Linked DNA regions of Hordeum vulgare: region 1 is linked to region 2. A link is a contact called in public Hi-C data. All regions are on one chromosome and are shown on one strand. Each heading gives the region's core, a stretch centred on a gene start, on an enhancer-like site or on the middle of the called end of the contact. The rest is flanking DNA. Distances are from core to core; before and after follow the strand shown.

Region 1 (3,792 bases), core at 929-3,428, 450 kb before region 2:
GACAGACACGCCTGGTAGAGAAATTTAGCAGCAAACTATTAGCACAAACAAACAACTCATGACTGTCCAGAAAACAGTTGGTTGGAAGGGTATCAAGAACATACCTTGAAAGTCAGATACTTTCAGGCTCTTGATTGCAACGATAGGTGCAGAGTCAACCATGTCCAACAGCTCTTCACCAAGAGTGGTGGCAAGATCATTCCAAAGAGAAACTGTGACGGTCTTGTTTCTGCAATCAAATTAGATGTAAATCAGAAGAATGCACCACGTTTCTAGCTACAATATCATATAAACCACATTTTAAGCTATCAGCAAGCTAAGTTGCACTTACGAGTCATCTGCAACAACAATGTCACGCTTTGGAATTGACTCATTGTCGATCTTCCTTCTGATACTCAGAGTAGGTGATACACTCTGAACAACACCAATGATATCTACAGACAAGAAATGGAACAGAGTAAAATTAGCCAGGCTGGATGCTAGAAGGTAATAATATACTGTAGTTCACTGCCAGGCTGGATGCTATAAGGTAATAATATACTGTAGTTCACTGAATTTAAGCAATTCGGCCTCACCTACTAACTCCCTGCCACCAACATATGGCCCCAGCATATCAATCTTAACAAAGTTGTATTGCACTGGTGGAATGAAAGATTCCCCCTCAGCTTCTTCAACAACAGCATTCTCATTCAGGGTCATCTCATAGTCATTCTGGACCGTCTTGAACTGCTTGTTTGCAATTCTCAGCGACCCCTTGGAGATGTAGTAGACCTTCCCAAGCTCAAACACGGGATAGAACTTCTTTGCAGGCTCGTTGAACATGGTGGCCTGGATTTGGGTGCCCTGTATTATACAGATCAAGCAATGCCAGCTTACAGTTAAAACTTGGTTCGGCAAATGCATGCATGAATGAAAGCGCTACATTGTCAGGGGAACTTACATCCTCGTCAGTGAGCTCTACGTTGAAGACATGGCCTTCTCCACGGGCATTCCTGTATGACCTGAGGTTGCCCTTGCTTGTGACCCGCACCTTGATGACCCAATTCCCCTGGTAGGGGTTCAGGGAGATCAGAGGATGGACCCGCCTGGTCATGGCCAAGCGAGCAGCGGGAGCAGCACTGCAGATACAGAAGTTACAAGAGTTAGCAGCGATTCTTCAGAGACTTCCGCAAGCGAAACAGTAGAGTAAGGATGCTGTTATGCAAGAAGAGCTTACTTTCCACGCTGCTCGCTAACAATCTGGGACGCGGACTTCACGTCGTGCCTGGGCTTCAGCATAATCGAATCCGGGGACGCACCATTGGGCTTGGAGATAACCGCATCCTCCTCCTTGGGCTTCATGAGAACGGATGGCTCTTCCATCTTGACCTCGCTCTTGATCTCGGCGTCAAGCGCCTGGGACACGACCTCGCACTTGGTGACGATCACCATCCTGCCGTACAGCGTACAGAGCACGGTGTTCAGTGAAGGATGAAACGGATCTATAAGATGGCCGGAGGGGGGTGGAGATTTTACTTACTTGTCCGACTTATTTGGGATGTCGTTGCATGTGTAGTTGAGGATGCGGACGAGGCCGAGGTTCTGGAGTCTGCCGGACTGGACCTCCGACGCGAAGTGGGAGGAGAGGATCGCCTTGACCTTCGCCTCCCCGTCGCTAGCCATGAAACTGCAAGGCAACAAGAACAGTCCGTCAGGGTCACGGGTCATATACAGGGGGAATCGGCGCTAAGAAGAACAGATCTGCGGCGGCACGGAGCAAAACGCAGAGATCTAGACATATTCTGAAGACCAAACGAGCGATTTCGCGTGGTCCGGTATGAGCGGAACGGACGGATAGATCCGGCGACAGGATACGAGGGAGGGGGGAGGAGGGAGAGCACTCACGCGAAGCGGGAGCCGATGGGCTTGAGGTCGACGACCTGCACGACGATCTCCGGCACGTCGGCGGCGGACTCCGGCGTGGGGTTGGCGAGGATGAGGGCCACGGCGCCCGGCGTCACCGACTTGGCGTCCATGCCTCTCGTCTCCGGCGGGGTTTCGCGCGCCTTCCGGAGGAAGATTTCGTGGGCGGTGGTGAAGGTGGGCAGCGGCGGCGGAAATGGTTTGGAGTTGGGAGAGGGGATGGGGTTTGGATTTGGAGTTGGGAGAGGGGATGGGGTTTGGATTTGGAGTTGGGAGAGGGGATGCGATCCGCGCGCTGGTTATAAGGTGCGTTTGAGGGGGAAATTGGCGGGCGGGGGCTTCTGGCTCCTGCGAATTGCCGCGGGTTTCTGTCAACGGCGGGAGGCGCGCGGATGGTTTTTCTTTTTTTGGCTCACGTTTCGGTGGCTCTGGCGGGAAAATTTTGAGGGGAGTTTTCGCGCCGGGAGCGAGCGGGCGGGGGGAGAGAGAGCGGGTGTTAGCGGTGTGGTGGTGCCGCTTTCTCGGCCTAGCTGGGTCGAGAGGAGGACTTTGGGGCCCAACATCGAGACGAGCCACACGTGATTTTTTTTGTTTTTGAATTCGGAAGTGTGTGTGATACGATTCAGGGGGAAATACTGTGTGCACTGGCCGTGGGAGGAGGAAATACTGATTTTTTATTAAAAAGAAATATATTAATATCGCAAACATGTCAATTACGTTCAGCTTTTACAACAACAAGATGTCTAAAGACATCAAGGTGACATCAAGGATGCACACGGACAAAAAAAAGGACTCGTCGTGGTGATGACACTCGCAACGGTAGTACCCTAACCAACATCTGGACCACAAAATAGATTCTTCGAAAGCAACTTCCCAAAAAGAAAATAATGCATAAGGAGTGTCTTCGCCCGATCGAAGATCTTGGGTTTTCACCTTGAAAAAAGTCTGAGTTCATAAAAAACAATGTCTTTAACAAGGTCATTGCCACGTACAACCAATGAAGGCGAGACCTTGAATTTTCACTTTAAAAATCTCGGCTCGGTGCTCAAAGAGCACCATCAAAAACGCAGTTCACCTGTGCTGCCACCCCATCTTGTCAAGGTTGTTGTTGCGGGTCACCAAATACGTGACACACAGGAAGGACATGTGTCGCTAGTCTGCATCACGACCAAAACACCTCACTCACATTTCAAACCTCCCATGGCAACCATCATGACTTTCGTCATCTGTGTTAATACCATGGATATCTATATTTAGACATGTTACGCGGCACTAACAAGAAAGTGAAGCTTCTCGCCACGCCCTCATGAAGCCTCGCTGCCCGAAGATAAGGGCGCCCACGACCGATTCGAATCTGATCTAGATATCCAGTGGCACCATGCGCCAGTCAGCGGAAATCTCTAAGGGGAAGTCCGGAACTCGTCGACGTCCAGATAAGGAGGCCGACATGAAGCATATCGACGACTTGGTGCTCGAAGATCAGGATGTCCAAACTGCCTTTAGATGCAAGACCAGGAGGCCCCCACGTCACTAGTCATCTCCCTACCGGACTCGTCCTAGAGAAGAAGGCAGACACGTGCTTCCGCACCGGCCCTGATCGGCCCTGAAGCCTAGATTGGGCTGTGAGGCCCAAATCAGATTGGAGCACCACGTCCGTCGGTGGCATGCCAACACCTTCACGACGTCACTTGGTCTACATACCTCATGCCCCGACTATCAGTGCTAAAACTGACGGATCCCCAATAGGGGGTCCCGAGTTGGTGGTCTCGACTAGATGGTAGTATGAACTAGAGAAATGCACTATGTTTACCCAGGTGTGGGCCCTCCCTACGAGGTAAAACCCTAAGTAATGCTCTAATTACATTGATTGTGATGAGGTACGATGATGGG
Region 2 (3,482 bases), core at 646-3,145:
TCCCGGTAGTGCAGAAATTCTCTGTTAGATGATATTTATCTCTTCCTCGTTTCCAGGGCAGTTTTTGTGACGTTTTGTCATGGGCTCTAACTAAATATCTATTTCTATCCATATCAGCCCCACGTGATAAGGTCAACATTGTGTAGTGTAATCATGGCTACATTCACTGCACTGAGATCAGCAGATAAAAAAAGGCTAACTCATCACAACTTTGTTGATCTTATATCTAAAGGATATACATGTGGGTATGCATGGACATAGATTATGAATAGAAATCATGCATGCTTGGTCCAGATTCTTGAGACAAATGAGGCATCATGAACAGAGTAACACGGTTGACATAACAGAGGTGAATGTTTGACCGCAAATATTCAGGATGTTACCTTGTGGCAATAAATTCGGGTAACCCAGGTGTTCGCATATCTGAGGCAACAGGCAATCACTTGTCCATTCTTTTCTCTTCTCACATATGCTAGATAATTTGTGTGAATCACACCAATCACTCGTCTGAACTTATTTTTCCATCTTCGTCCATGGTGGTACCAATTTAGATGCTCAGGCTCCTCTAGAACAGCAATATCGGCCGCTTCATCTGGAATGCATTCTGTGATATCCCCAACAGGTAGGATGCTTCTCATTTCTTTAGAAAACTGCGTCATAAGAAAAGGCCGAGCTCTTTCAAATAGCCTCAAAGCAAAAGCAAATGAAAAATGGGAGGCTGAATATACATATTGCCAGATGGATGGCAACAACTACAGGATCTACCGCCAGCAAGAACAAATCATCATCTATTTGTGCTTAACTCCATGCAAGCAAGGGAATAAAGTTCTATTAAAACTGTAAACAAATCCAGCCAGATATATTTGGAAGGAAACCAGCTGTGCAAAGTAAACCATGGAAAAGATAAGATGATCCCAAGAACACATTGGGCTAGAAGAACTGGTGTACCTTAGCGGGGTAGAATTTGATGCTGAACGATGGCCTGAAGTCGACCCTCTCCTCAATCCAGCGACGAACATAGCCCTCTTGCTCCAACGGCGAACCGAACACAACCTTGTTTGGGTAAACCAACTCTTGGTCCCGTAGAGAAAGCCAGGGGATCAACAAGGTGACGTCTCTACTCCCATCCTTGGCAAGGTAGGCCGCCCGGAACAACGGGTTGATGGAAGTCCCCGTCATCCACGGAAGGCTGGCCGTGGTGAACACGGCGAAATGCCGCCTCGCGGACATGGCGCACAGCTACGCCGTGAATTCCACCCAAAATTCACGTTGCCGTGTAAGGTATCCCGTCACTGGGAAAGACAAAGGAAATGCATGAGCATCAAACTCCTGAACCAGGTTTCTAGATGTGGGTACTAAGTATACAGTAGTAACAACTCACTAATCTCCATGTATGAATCGTTACGAGACACAGGGTAAACTGTAACAGCAGGTATGCTATGCATGCTGCAACTTGCAACCAGACGACACAAATCGGTTGAAAGCGAGCTCCCGAGTGCTGGGGGATGCTACCAGTAATAATAATAATGATCAAACAAACAGACGACTATTCCAAACGCGCGCGCGGGGGGCCGGGGCTGGACGAAATCGAGCGGATTGGCGAGGAATCAGGGGGCGGCTTACCACCGAGGTTCGACGAGGAGAGCTCCACGCCAGAGGCGCCTGTTGGGGGCAGCTCGCGGCCGGAGCGGGTTCGGCCCGGCGGGAGCGTGACAAGGGCGAGGGGCGACGGCTGTGGCGGCGAGGGGCGACGGCTGTGGCGACGAGGAGGCGGGCGGGCGGGCGGCGGCGGCAACCGAGAGCGGAGCGAGCGGAGCGGAGGGGGAAAGGGAGTCGGCCAGGCCACCCCCACCAACACCTGTCGTGTCGTGGGCGCGCGCTGGCGCTGGCTAGATCCCCCCGGAAGCCGGAGTGCTACTGTTTCCCCTGATCCAGTCCAGTCCCGCGCGGCAACGACGTGACGTGCCGACGTGCGCCGGTCGATCCGGGCCGCTCGCCGGCGTCTGGACGGACGTGAGGCGGCACAGCGTGACGGCTGACGCGGCCCCAGGCGCGAGTAGTTTAGTGGCCGGTAATCTGAGATTATGCCTAATGGCGTGGAATATTCCTCCCTTGACAGCCACGCTCGGGCGCCGACCGAATCCAAGCAACCGACCGGGTCTCACAGAGGGCATCGTGCCAGCGAGGGGCTCTCTGTTTCGAATGTTGAGGTGCCAGCTCACGATATCCAACCTCGATCCCCAGATGTCTGTTTTATTGGATTTCGTATATTTTGGGACAGTAAAATGAATGTCCGTGTTCGGTTTGGGTAGTCGATGAGTCGATACATGGCCGCATCGTAAATCATACACACCGTCTAAAATAAGGGACGTGATACGAATTAGTCTGATGATTTCTTGATTTCTTAGAGAAATCATCCGGCTAGACAACCGTCAAATCAACGCGATGATCGCCCTTGAATCACTTGCAACATTGTAGCAGCAGTAAGCATGTGGCTGCTTCGACGCAGCGTTGCTGCATCCCGGCAAAAGTTCCAGTGGAGCTCTCATGGTGCACGTCGGTGTCCGACGAAGCTCCAATGCAACTCCGGTGAAGCTTCAAAGCAGCACCGACGGCTTCGGTGAAGCTTCAATGCAACTCCGAGAGAGCTCCAATGCAGCGCAGCTGGTGGCATCGCAACTTCGAGACCGCCGTTGAGCTCTCCATTACAGAGCATCAGAAGCGTCTGCTAGCGCTCCATTGCAGCAACGGCAAGCTGAACTCTCCATTACAGCGCCGGAAGGGAGCTCCCGCGAGCGCCTCATTGCAGCGCTCCATTGCGTGCCGGAAGGGAGCTCCGGCGAGCACTCGATTGCAACGCCGACGAGCTACATCGCAGCTCCTCTCCTCTGGTTGTGAGAATGAATGAGATTGAAAGGGGAAGAAAAGAACTAAACATGTGGAGGAGACAACGTCGTCCTTGGAGACGAGGTTTGGGAGAAGCTGTGGGCCGCCTGACGCGGGCACGTGGCACACAGAGGAGGGGGTTTACTAGATGAAGAAAATCAGTCGATAGATTCAGAGACTTTTCCATAAAATAAAAGAGACCACATATTTTTATAATAAACTTAATTAAACATTATTAAAATGCCACCACTCTCGTGGCCATCTAAAAAGTCTACAAAAGTCATGGCCGCTTAACTAAAACATTAGTTAACATTAAAAAATTGTAGTGCCACTACCGCAGTGGTTGCCGTCAATGCCAACGTAGTCTTCACGCGTCCTCGTCGTCGTCCATGGCGTGGTCGACATACGATGAAGGCGTCCAGAGGTGGGTTGGTGGCGCTTGCGGTGGCTGCATGGCCGGAGGCGCTTGCACCGCCTCTTCCCATGGCGGGAGGAGGGTCAGGTGACCGTGGCGGTGTGGGCGCCCAAGGCTCGACACACACCCAGTCGGCCATCTTCGTCGTCGTGGATGACCAGGTCCACCTCTGGCCGACCAT

The links. A called contact is a pair of places that touch in the nucleus more often than the background predicts.
Region 1: a contact with region 2 is called in a Hi-C map of seedling, with 3 times the contacts expected there. The contact joins the promoter of LOC123449318 here to the promoter of LOC123449316 in region 2. A contact is called at or near these places in 3 of 6 Hi-C or Micro-C datasets (leaf and seedling).

The regions. Positions count from the first base shown.
Region 1 is chr4H:534,886,036-534,889,827 of MorexV3_pseudomolecules_assembly, reverse strand. It overlaps LOC123449318 (replication protein A 70 kDa DNA-binding subunit B-like), which reads right to left and starts at 2,178. Exons shown (of 12, transcript XM_045126500.1): 1 at 1,885-2,178; 2 at 1,520-1,666; 3 at 1,217-1,432; 4 at 941-1,118; 5 at 576-843; 6 at 332-434; 7 at 105-229; 8 at 1-11. The coding sequence starts at 2,015.
Region 2 is chr4H:534,439,815-534,443,296 of MorexV3_pseudomolecules_assembly, reverse strand. LOC123449316 (digalactosyldiacylglycerol synthase 2, chloroplastic-like) reads right to left here and starts at 1,895. Exons shown (of 5, transcript XM_045126497.1): 1 at 1,624-1,895; 2 at 949-1,292; 3 at 384-650. The coding sequence starts at 1,230.